4 separate regions of the Sus scrofa genome follow, and all the other regions are linked to region 3. Evidence: chromatin contacts called from public HiChIP or PLAC-seq data. All regions are on one chromosome and are shown on one strand. The core of a region is the stretch at or near the end of the contact, and the rest is flanking DNA. Distances in the headings are between cores, read along the strand shown. Region 1 has its middle 50 kb from the start of ITPR2. Region 2 holds the start of BHLHE41 (class E basic helix-loop-helix protein 41). Region 3 overlaps ITPR2 (inositol 1,4,5-trisphosphate receptor type 2). Region 4 has its middle 34 kb from the start of BHLHE41.

Region 1 (2,761 bases), core at 16-2,515, 380 kb after region 3:
TCCAGCATTGCCGCAGAGTGCAGTGGAGTTCACAGATGCAGCTGCTGGATCTGGCATTGCTGTGGCTGAGGTGCAGGCTCAGATTTAACCCCTGGCCCAGGAACTTCCACATGCCACAGGTTTGGCCATAAAAAGAAAAAAAGAAAAATATATCACTTCATAATTAACAGACTTTTCCATATGCACAATAACAGGTAAGACAGTGATTGTTTCTCCCATTATACATAGACCTCAAAGGGGAACAGTAATAATAAAACACTAACAACATAGAGCTAAGAAGTGAACCAAGCTAATCACAGAAACTAAGACTAATGTCAAGAATAAGGTAGCTTAGTGGGTTAAGGATCTGGTGTCGTCGCTGCTGTGGCTTGAGTCACTGCTTTTGCTCATGTTCCATCCCTGGTGAGAACTTCCACATGCCCCAGGCATGGCCAAAAAAAAAAAAAAAAAGGGGGTGAATAAATCTGGACAATCAGGAAACAAAGTACTTTGAGCAGGGAAGGTTTTATGTAAAGAATTATTAGCTAGGACAGAAGAGTAACTTTTAAAAAAGGACTCTAAATTGTACCTACAACTGCTTAAGAGTGCCTAAGAGAGAGAAAACTCGGAAGAGGGTTTAGACCTCCTTAGGGAAAAGGACCATTGCCACCCACAGGATGGCAAGGAATTTTTCTGGGTTGCTTAAGCCAGAGCTGGTCCAGGAGGAAACAACCTTCCAGGATATAGATGTGCCTTGGCTGGTGGGTGGATACACAGAGAGGCTCTGGAACACACCAGTGTCCAGGCAGTAGGATCACGGTTAGTGGTCAGCTGGGCCTGGGCCGGGCTGCAAGGTCACCAAGGGACAGTGTGTGGCTGTTGCAGAGGACACCTGATGTCTGCTTCCACACACAACCTTGCTGAGCCTTCCTTCCAGCAGCAGGCAGCCAGACCAAAAACCTCGCAGGGAAACCAGCTTTTCCGTCTCCCTGCAGCGTCTCTCTGGTGCCCTCTACTGGCCAAGCCTAACCTCGTGCTCACGGTGCAGAAGAAAGGCTCGAGCCCTCAGTCCGTTGAGAGCTGAAAAGGAATTCATTGTAACTAGTACCCTGAGTGGCTGTACCTGTCTGGGCTGTTCTGTAACAAGTTCTAGAAACCAGAAAAGGCTAGTCTTGGGGTTCTGCAAGAAGATTGGGGTGGAGTGGAGATCTGAAGGAGTAGAGATAGGGAGTGGCAGGTTAACACAGCAGCTCTAGAGGAAAGGGAGTTTATGTCCCAGCATGTCCATGTAAAAACCCGGAAGACAGTAAAAGGATCTGGTAAGCTGAGCCCGGGTCTCTTCCCCAAACCTGGATTTTCCCCACTGCAGGAGGAACTGAGGATTATGACTGACCAGGCCAGAGTCATTTGCTCACGTCTTTGGCCCAGAAGATGGGTGACTGGTTGGGAGCTACATCAGTTTGTAACAGAGCAGGGCCCCATGGGGTTCCTGGGCACAAAAACCTTTCTATGCCCCCCATTTCTTTCTTTCTTTCTTTTCTTTTCTTTTTTTTTTTTTTTTTTTTTTTTTTTGGTCTTTTTAGAGCCATACCCACGGCATATGGAGGTTCCCAGGCTAGGGGTCAAATCGGAGCTGTAGCTGCCGGCCTACACCACAGCCACAGCAACCTGGAATCTGAGCCGTGTCTTCCACCTACACCACAGCTCACGGCAACGCCGGATCCTTAACCCACTGAGCAAGGCCAGGGATCAAACCCACAACCTCATGGTTCCTGGTCGGATTCGTTTCCACTGCACCACGACGGGAACTCCCCCCAACCCCATTTCTTACTTTTAGGAAATAGACCTCATTCAGCCTCCATGGCCTTCCCTAAGTTCCAAGGGGCAGATTCAGACAATTGCTGATCAGGGAAGGAAGGGGATGCAGAGACAACGGTCAAAAAACCATAGTACAGTCTTTGGGCAGGATCCTGGTTCCCTCTCAAGGGGCACACAGAATGATGTCGGCATCTTATACACCTAAGAGAGAAGTGATATTCCTTATGCTTATATTAAAAGTAAATACTTTAACACTGAACAGCTTAGAGTCCTTCCTTGTCCTTCTCCTGGTCTTAATTGCACCCTAAACACGATCACCTGTAAGCTAAAGATTAGGCACCATGAGCACAATTGCCTGTGGGTTTACATGATGTTTTTCAGGAACTTTCCTACTTTGTTCTAATCTCTGATCAATACACCCTTTTCACAAGTCCTGTTATTCTAGTCAGTGACCCAGAAGACCACCACCAAGAACATGTGGAGATCTGATGCCAGCTTTGATGACCAAGATTTACCCAAAGAAAGAAGAATGCATGTTTGCCCCAATCCTAATTCTTATCTGAAAGCCTGTTTTTCTCCTTTTTACTATAAAACTTCCCACAAATCTTTCCAGTGGAGCAGTGGAGGGCAGAGTCTTCTTCTTCTTTTTTTTTTTTTTTTGTCTTTTTTGCCATTTATTGGGCCGCTCTCGCGGCACATGGAGTTCCCAGACTAGGGGTCTAATCGGAGCTGTTGCCACCGGCCTACGCCAGAGCCACAGCAATGCAGGATCCAAGCCGCGTCTGCGACCTACCGCACAGCTCACGGCAACGCCGGATCGTTAACCCACTGAGTAAGGCCAGGGATCGAACCCGCAACCTCATGGTTCCTAGTCGGATTTGTTAACCACTGTGCCATGACGGGAACTCCGACACAGTCTTTAAGGCGTTAGCCTGCTGTGGCCGCCTTTGCCTGGCAAAGAGAT
Region 2 (2,700 bases), core at 31-2,530, 430 kb before region 3:
CTTCTTTTCTTTTCTATTAATCTGTGCGGTAATTTGTAGGTATCCTTAATACATGAGAGTCATGGAAGAGAGAAAACAATAAACTAAACATTCATTCACTGGATTTAACAATACCCTGCCATCCTCCCCCCAAAACATACTATGTGAGAAACTATGCCCAAGAAACCTCTTTCCTCTGGACTGTTCTGAAATGCAATTTAAATTCAGGTATGATGTTTAAACTCCCCCTGAGAGTATCCAGCAAACCACTTAAAATTCAGTTGGGGAAGCTCAAGATCTGTAATATATTTGCGGGCAGACTTCCCTGTTAAATCAATGGCCCTAATTAACTATCCAGGCAGGTTAAGAGGAACGTCGGAAACTTACACTTACCTTGCTATCGTCTCGCTTCATGCTCCTTTTGGGCTTACACATATACAAAGAGGAATAATCCAGTCTGCAAAATAGAAATCAGCATCAGGAACCCATTCCGAGAGGGGCTCTGCCCTCCCCGCTCCATACCACTTTCTGGAGAAGAAAAAAAAAAAAAAAAATCAAACTGAAGCCTAGACAGATATTCGCAAGGGTGCGTGCACCTTACCCTATAAAATCTCTATGTTCCAGTAACTGTCTTTCTTGCAAATGAGGAATTCCTTCGTCCATGTTCAATCGCTGTCCGTTTCCTCTGTTTCGATTTTTGGGGTTCTGTTCTATAATCTGTGGGACGGTAGCCCTGGGAGATCCTGGGGGGAATCTGTACGTCTCCAGTCTCTCTCTCTCTCTCCCTCTTCAGTGCAGTGTTGAAAGTGTGAAGCAGTTGGTCCCCCCCTCCCTCCGCGCTCGCTCTCTCGCACACACACGCACACACACGCACGCACACTCGCGCTGGCTCCACTGCGCTGGTAGTTTGCTCTCACTCCGGGCAGTGTTTGGCCACAGGGCACGCGCGTCGCCGGCCAGACCAGCACCCAGCTCACGTGCGGAACGTACCATCCGCGGTCCAGCCCGGAGGGGGGCGGGGGAGGAGGGGCCGGGCCAGGAGGGGGCGTCGGGAGAAGGCTGCTAGGGAAGGCGGACGGCGGGAGGGGGCGGGGACACCTGATCAGGGCCACCGGAAAGGAAAAACAACTTCAGCCAGGCTATTAAGCTTCCCCAAGGCAGCGCAGTCAGCTGGGGGAGTGGGAGGGGGCGCCCGGGGGTGCGGGGCAGCTTGGGCTTCCTCCGCTGGGAAGTGCGACTCCTTCAATCCGTCTGTCCTTACGGATAGGAACGTGAACGTGGCTTTTTACTTTTCCACAGACTGTGCTGTTGGTTTGGACCAGAGAAAGGAAAGAGAAAGAGAATTCGCGATGGGTCAACTTCAGTCCCGAAGGACAATTTGGAGACTTGTTTGCTTACGCTCAGTGGCCTGGGGGGACCCCTAGACCTGATTGGAGGTTGCCCCCAAAAGGGACAACATGAAATCTGCTCCCCGAGAGATTTAAGATAAGTGAAAATGTAGCCACTGGGTCAGAATGTCGCAATCCAAGTGTCTTTCTGCCCCACAGTGTCCAAACTTCCCGCAGCAGCCGGAATTGCGGTGCCACTAATCACAGCCACAGATGACGACGTTTGGGTTCTCAGGAGCTCCCTCAGGAACGCGGCGGGGAGGGAGGGGAATAGGATGGGGTGGCAAGAGAGGGGCTCCCGCGAAAAAGCAATGCAGCATTACCAATCGCCCGCTAAGCCCCGCCGCCCCTCTGCGCCTCGGGTGGCGCTGCGCACTTTCCCCGCCCCTCCCCCTTCGTGTGATAAGAGACGCCGGGAGTGTGCAGAGCCCACGTTTACTACCGCTGGTACCTCCAAAGCCTCCCTCCTTAATCCTGTCTCAAACGGGTACCAGCACAGGGCCAGCAACGTGATCCGACCTGCCGCTGCTGCCACATCACTGCACGGGGAACCCGCGCGCGCGTGTGCGCGTGCGCGCGCTTGCCCTGCAGCCTCGGTGCCCCGCTCGGGGAAAGCACAGGCCACCTCGAACCGGGCTACCTTTCCCCAGAGCCATCCCCGGAGCATGACTCACTGCTAGTGAGAGTTACCGGGAGGTGCCCGCAGTTGCGCACTGCCCCTGGTGCCTGGCGCAGCGGGCCGCAAGGGACATCGGAGACCGAGGGAAAGCGCGTCCTGCGGGATTCCCAGGTCTCCGGGCCCATTGCCCCCACTGGGTCTGCCAGGAGGGGATAGGGAGAATATATATTAATCTCTCTCCTATCTATCTATCTATCTATCTATCTATCTATCTATCTATCTATCTATCTATCTATCTATCTATCTATCTATCTACATAGATATCAAACCAAAAGTCTTTCCTGCCTGCATTCTCCTGGGTGATCCCCGAAATAGTCATTACTGCCACTGGCACGTGAACCAAGGCGAGAAGTACGCCGAATGCACGCGAACCCGGGCGCAGCAGGGACTTGGGGCCGTCGCTACGTGTCCCCCGGCCCGCCCCGCCGAGCGCGGGTTCCGGGGACGGATCTGGGTCGCGGGAAGCGGCGGCTGGAAGGAGGTCACGTGTCTGCGGGAGTCGTGCCTCTTCCCCGCCTCCAGGAGCCGCCGGGGCCGCGGCCGCGCTGCTGCAGTCTCCCGAGTCCTGGGCGGAGACGCGCGGCGTCTGGCTTCGTGACTCCGGCGGCGGCGGCGGCGGCCCAAGCTCACCCCAGCGTGAGGAGACGCTCGCGG
Region 3 (2,700 bases), core at 127-2,626:
TTTCAAAGGATAAGAGAGAAATAAAATCCTTTTTCAATAGGGAAAAAGCCACTAGAGTGGTGGTTTTGCTATAGTTCAAGACTACCTTACCTAAAATCAGAAAGGAATGGGACTACTAATCTGTTAATATATAAAATAGAAGTGCTCTGCATAGCATTTCGAGCTTTTGGTTTCAACTGAGTGTCCTAAACAATTCTTTTTTTGTTTTTTGGTTTTTTTTAGGGCTGCACCTGCAGCATATGGAGGTTCCCAGGCTAGGGGTTGAATCAGAGCTGTAGCTGCCTGCCTACACCACAGCCACAGCAACGGAGGATCCAAGCCACATCTGCAACCTACACCACAGCTCGCACCAACACCGGATGTTTAACCCACTGAGCAAGGCCAGGGGTCGAACCCACATCCTCATGGATGCTAGTTGGGTTCTTTACGGCTGAGCCACAGTGGGAACTCTCCTAATGAATATTAATTTCTCACTAGGGCTTTCGGTTGAAACCTCAAGTCCTATTTGGAAAATGGGAGTATGAGGAGCTGGGAAAGTCAAGCTCACATCATTGATTTTGGTAGCTTCCCAGTGGCTCTTTAAGCCCTTAGTATGCAAACAACCTCAATTTCATTCCAAGGTCTCAGTTTCTCAACATTTACTATTACCTTGCCTCCTCCATCCCAGATCTTCCTTTGTGAAAAGATATTAAAAAGTTCATTCAAACAATGTGGGGTTAATTTCTGATGGTGCCCAATTCTGTAAGTTGATTAGCTACAACTTCACAAAGAGAGTAAACTCAAATACAAAAAGGCCACTGAACTCACAATTTAAAAGTCTTTCTAACAAAAGTTTCTTCTCCGCCCACCAAATCATCATTCTATGAATTTCTTTATTTTCATTCATAGGTCATGGCACTAAAAAAAACCAAAAACAACAACAAAAAAAACCCCACACAGGCAGCCTTTAAGCCAATCCCCCCACACAATGGCAACATCTCTTTTTTAAAAAAGAAACGTTATTCCTAAGTGACTGTAAGAAAATATTTTTTTTCTAGTCGTAAGGGATGGGTCCCTCTCCCCATTATTTAGTCAGGTTACATAATGCTTAAATTCTGCTCCTCTGTTGCAGGATGATGTATATATAATGCAAATATCCTTGCTGGAATTATAACGGCAATTTCTCAATTTATGTGGGGCTAATCAACCCATTTGCTTTCTAGTGTAGAGCAGTAAAAGCTTATCTCATGCAGACTCACGGATCATTCAAAGCAATCTAATTGAATTTCAGGGCCAAGAGCATTGCACAACACGTGATGTGTCTCCAGTGGAGCACAGTGCCAGACACTGCAGGCGTTACATAATCCCATGCTGTCGTTGGCAGAGGACGCCTTCTTAGCCGCCTCGTGGCTTGGCAGTCCGTGTCTCCTCCAATCATGCCCTGCAGCTTTAATCTGCACAGGCTGTTCACATGGACAGTCACATGTTTTAAGCCTTTCACAGCAGCGAATAAAACAGGGACCATTTCCCTACTGGTAGAAACAGTTCCTTTAAAACCAGTCACACAGCATACAAGATTCTATCAGGATAGAAAACACGTATAACACTGCAGCTTCTAAGCAAGCAAGAGAGAAAGCAAACAGCAAATATTTCACCTTTCCAATAATGAAACGGGAAGAAAAATAATAAGGGCAATGTGTGAAATAATAATAGTCTCTGCCCATGGTTTCTGCTGATCTTTGGTCTTTGACCTTGGTTCCTGACAAGAAGCTCCTCAAATCCTTCTAATTCCCTGAATAATAGGAGTGTCTGACACAGAGCTCTTAAATCCCTTGGAACTTCCTGAGTGATGGCAGCATCTTTGGTTCTAAATGAGGCAACTCTTGGCAGGCACCTGATTGGCTCACCAGAAAGACCAAATCACACTTAGAAGTCTGGAACTTTCAGCCCCCACCCCCATTCCCCAGAGAGGGGAGAAGGCTGGAAACAGAGTTAACAATCAATCATGCCTACAGGATGAAGTTTCCATAAAAAGCCCTAGAGGACTGTGTGGGCTGGTGAATGCATGGAGGTGTTGGGGAGGGTGGCACGCCAGGAGAGGGCGTGGAAGGGCCACACCCCTTCTCATATGCTTGTCCCATGCATCTCTTCCATGTGGCTACTCCTGAGTTGTACCCTTTCATAATACACTTGTAATTTAGTAAGGAAACTGTTTTTCCTGAGTTTTGTGAGCCACTCTAGCAAATTATCCGTCCTGAGGAGGAGGTCATGGGAACCTTGGATGTATAGCCAGTCAGAGAGAACACAGGTAGAAACCTGAACTTGCTTTGGCATCTGAAGGAGGGAGGCAGCCTTTAGAACTGACCCCTTAACTGTGGGATCTGATACTAACACTAGGTAGGAAGTGTCAGAATTGAGTTATTTGTAAGACCACCAGCTGGTGGTGGAAAACTGGTCAATGCGAGAGGAAACTTAGACACTTGGTGGCCAGAAATAAAGTATGAGAGTAAAGGAAAATATAGTCAGCCCTTATCTGTTATCCCCGCCTCGAAGAATTCAACCAACCAAAGATCAAAAAGCAAAATAAGGTTACCAAAGGCTGGCAACTATTTACATAGCATTTACATCATATTCACATCTATCTATACAAAGTATAACCAACTGTCAAACATAAGCTGGTTATTCCTGAAAATGACCTATAGGGTCTTCTATAAATTCCCA
Region 4 (2,760 bases), core at 222-2,721, 390 kb before region 3:
TGGAGATAGCGTGTTGATTTTCTCCTGATCCTTGACTCCTGGTGCTCATCCTTCAGAATTGGGGTAGCTCTCTGCCTCTCAGGCCTTTGATTTTTTGCATCTCCAGCTTCCACATGACAGGTCATGAGATTTCTCTGTGTCTGTAACCACATGAGGCAGTACCTAATACTAAATCTATCTATCTATCTATCTATCTATCTATCTATCTATCTATCTATATCTATCTATCTATCATCATTTATCTATCTATCATCTCCTGAACTGTTTTTTGTTTCTTTGGAGAATTCTAACTAATATGATGTCCTAAGAGACTCTTCTGCTATTTTATCTAGAGTAGCACCCCCACTCACACCCCCATATTGCTGCTTTCTGTCACATTACCTTACCCCCATGAACTTAATTAAGCAAATTATTTAAGCTTTTTATGCCTCAGCTTTATAATTTGTTAAGTGGATGTAGCTATAATACTTTCCTTATAGTGTATTAAACCCTGAGTTTTCTAATCTGTAAAAAAGTAATCAAAATGGTACCTATGAGGGTTAACTGAGATAGGAAACATTTTAGTTCAGAATGTGGTACCTACTATGAGTTCAGTTACTGGAAGCTCTAGAGTGCTTTTTGTTTGCATGTTATCAGCAAGCAGATTAAGGGGCAGCAATATGTATAGAACACAATAGAACTGGTTCCAGTAACACAGAATCAGAGCAGATCCTGGGCCAGAGTTGTGTTAGAAAAAAATTGGGTTTGGACCTGGAGCTTGGGGCACCGTGATGGTAGGTGTGGGGTGAGAAATTTGCTTATGACAACAGAATAACATAGAAAACCCAGGAATAGATCAATTTACATAGATGAAAAATTTTACTGGGAGTTATATCTGGATATCTTTCAAACTACTGGGGAATTTCTATTCTTCACCGAACATCTGTTTTTTAGAGGGAAAAAAAAAAAAAGCAAAACCATACTCTAAGACTGTTGAATTAGAACAACTTGGCTGTTGGCTGATTTAAACTAATGATGGGTGTATTCATTGTATAAAGCCGGGCCCCTGGGTAACAGCTGTTTCTTCTTATATTGGGTAGGTCGGATAATAGAGAGTGAATCATGAGTCAAAGTTACTGGTTCAGATGGATCCGGGAGAGCTGAATCACCAGATAAGTGGGGGGAAAATTAAAGAAAAAAATAATTGTGAACACAGAAAAAAGGGCCACAGATGAAGGGAATAGGAGCAGGTATCTGAAATAGAAGAGGATGTCATTGAGTTGGGAGCAGAGGAAATAAATGAGAGATAAGCAAGTCTTCAACAATGTAAAAATGACCCTCAGTGGCTCTAGCATACAATTTTATGACTTCAAAGGAAAAAAAAATCTTAACATTTAAGAAAGTGTCTTCTGGCCCAGTAATAGACAGATACTCCTTGAGTGGTTTTGTAATATGTGTGTAGGCGAGAGGGTGATTTGGCAGAAAGGGGAAGAGTTAATCTGAAAGAGGAAATCTGAGGTTAGAAGAACATGAAGGCAGATCGTTCATGATGAATGTAAAGGAAAGAGCAAGATTTAATAATGAATCAGGGGGACAAAGATCAGAGCTAACTGACTATGTACTTACTATGTGTGAAGCCCACCACGGCAAGCTTTTTCATGTACCACCATCATGAATCACAATGACCTGTAAGATGAGTCTTTTGGTCAGCCCCTTTTAACAGGGTGAGTTGATAACTCTGCGGACGTAGAGCTGGGAGGCAAGGGGTCTGAATTTCCCATCTAGGCTCTCCAGGACGAAAGCATAGGGGCTGAACCATTCAGCTCCGAAAGGGCCCAGAAAAGACGACGAAGATTCGGAACAGACTGGGAAGGGCAGTACCGAGTACTTTGATGTTAAAGAATCTTAGAATGAAAGTAAGTCACAGCAGAGAATAAAAAGAAGAAAAGGAGGAAGAGAATTCATATGTATTGATCACCACACAGACTCAGGTGCACACAGCATAATCACCCAAGAACCCTTGAAATAGACATGATTTCCGTTTACACAGACCAGGAGATAGAAGAGCAGAGAAAGAAGTCACCGTTAATCACCGAGTTCGTAAATACCAGAGCCAGGATTAGAACCGATGTCTGCAGCATTAGAAAGCCCACAGTATTTCCATTCGAACAGCTGCCTTGGGAAAGGAAGTGCTGAGGCTGGGTGTGAGAGAGCAGAAATGGCATCTCCTTCGAATGGTGGGGCAAACATGCAAATAAAGCATGACTAGAAAGACAAAAAAAAAGGAAATGAGAAAGGGAGGACCTCAGGGCGATAATTAGGCTCACACCACCTGTTTTTCCTTGGGCCAAAGTGGTCTCTCTTCAAGGCTCCGAGTGACAAACAAAGCAATCTGGGGGCTCAGAAAGGCCAGCATGCCTCCGTCACGTGAAACGTTCAGAGATGTTAAACATGTAATGTGGCGAATCCCCAAACCGTGACAAGAAAGAGACTCCAGGCCACTGATATACTGCTGACTGCAACAGATGTTTCATAGAAAACAATAATTTAAAGAATGGATAAACACAGAGAGATGCTCAGGCAGACACACTCTCTAAAAGTGGTTGGCAGGAAGTGTGGTCAACTGTATAGGATGGAGAGCCACATAGCTGAGCATGAAAAACAACCCTGCGAAGCTGGTACGGTAGGTTTTATTATCATCACTTTGCATAGAAGGAAACTGTGGCCCATAGAGTTTGAGGACTTGCCCATGGTGACTGAGTTTTACACTAAGTGTCAGAC

Evidence for each region. HiChIP or PLAC-seq counts read pairs in DNA pulled down with a chosen protein or histone mark.
Region 1: an H3K27ac HiChIP or PLAC-seq map of alveolar macrophages shows a contact between it and region 3. The contact joins two enhancer-like sites. A contact is called at or near these places in 1 of 47 Hi-C or Micro-C datasets (embryonic fibroblasts) and 1 of 2 datasets of contacts at active chromatin or transcription factors (alveolar macrophages).
Region 2: an H3K27ac HiChIP or PLAC-seq map of alveolar macrophages shows a contact between it and region 3. The contact joins the promoter of BHLHE41 here to the enhancer-like site in region 3. A contact is called at or near these places in 2 of 5 promoter capture datasets (fetal skeletal muscle and liver), 20 of 47 Hi-C or Micro-C datasets (adipocytes, alveolar macrophages, embryonic fibroblasts and 11 more) and 2 of 2 datasets of contacts at active chromatin or transcription factors (alveolar macrophages and skeletal muscle).
Region 4: an H3K27ac HiChIP or PLAC-seq map of alveolar macrophages shows a contact between it and region 3. The contact joins two enhancer-like sites. A contact is called at or near these places in 1 of 47 Hi-C or Micro-C datasets (epiblast stem cells) and 1 of 2 datasets of contacts at active chromatin or transcription factors (alveolar macrophages).

Annotation. Positions count from the first base shown.
Region 1 is chr5:46,884,830-46,887,590 of Sscrofa11.1, reverse strand. No RefSeq gene overlaps it. Among named protein-coding and RNA genes, the nearest start is that of ITPR2, 50 kb to the left of the region's middle. Within about 2 kb of position 1,265, at least 16 of the 83 cell types and tissues checked have an H3K27ac peak or open chromatin away from gene starts, as enhancers often do. A contact at or near this core is called in alveolar macrophages, where this site is marked.
Region 2 is chr5:47,686,242-47,688,941 of Sscrofa11.1, reverse strand. BHLHE41 (class E basic helix-loop-helix protein 41) reads right to left here and starts at 1,280. Exons shown (of 5, transcript XM_003355541.4): 1 at 581-1,280; 2 at 373-436; 3 at 1-44. The coding sequence starts at 642.
Region 3 is chr5:47,260,482-47,263,181 of Sscrofa11.1, reverse strand. The region is part of intron 38 of ITPR2 (inositol 1,4,5-trisphosphate receptor type 2); the gene reads right to left. Among named protein-coding and RNA genes, the nearest start is that of ITPR2, 330 kb to the right of the region's middle. Within about 2 kb of position 1,376, at least 39 of the 83 cell types and tissues checked have an H3K27ac peak or open chromatin away from gene starts, as enhancers often do. A contact at or near this core is called in alveolar macrophages, omental adipose tissue, retroperitoneal adipose tissue and 2 more, where this site is marked.
Region 4 is chr5:47,652,757-47,655,516 of Sscrofa11.1, reverse strand. No RefSeq gene overlaps it. Among named protein-coding and RNA genes, the nearest start is that of BHLHE41, 34 kb to the left of the region's middle. Within about 2 kb of position 1,471, at least 3 of the 83 cell types and tissues checked have an H3K27ac peak or open chromatin away from gene starts, as enhancers often do. A contact at or near this core is called in alveolar macrophages, where this site is marked.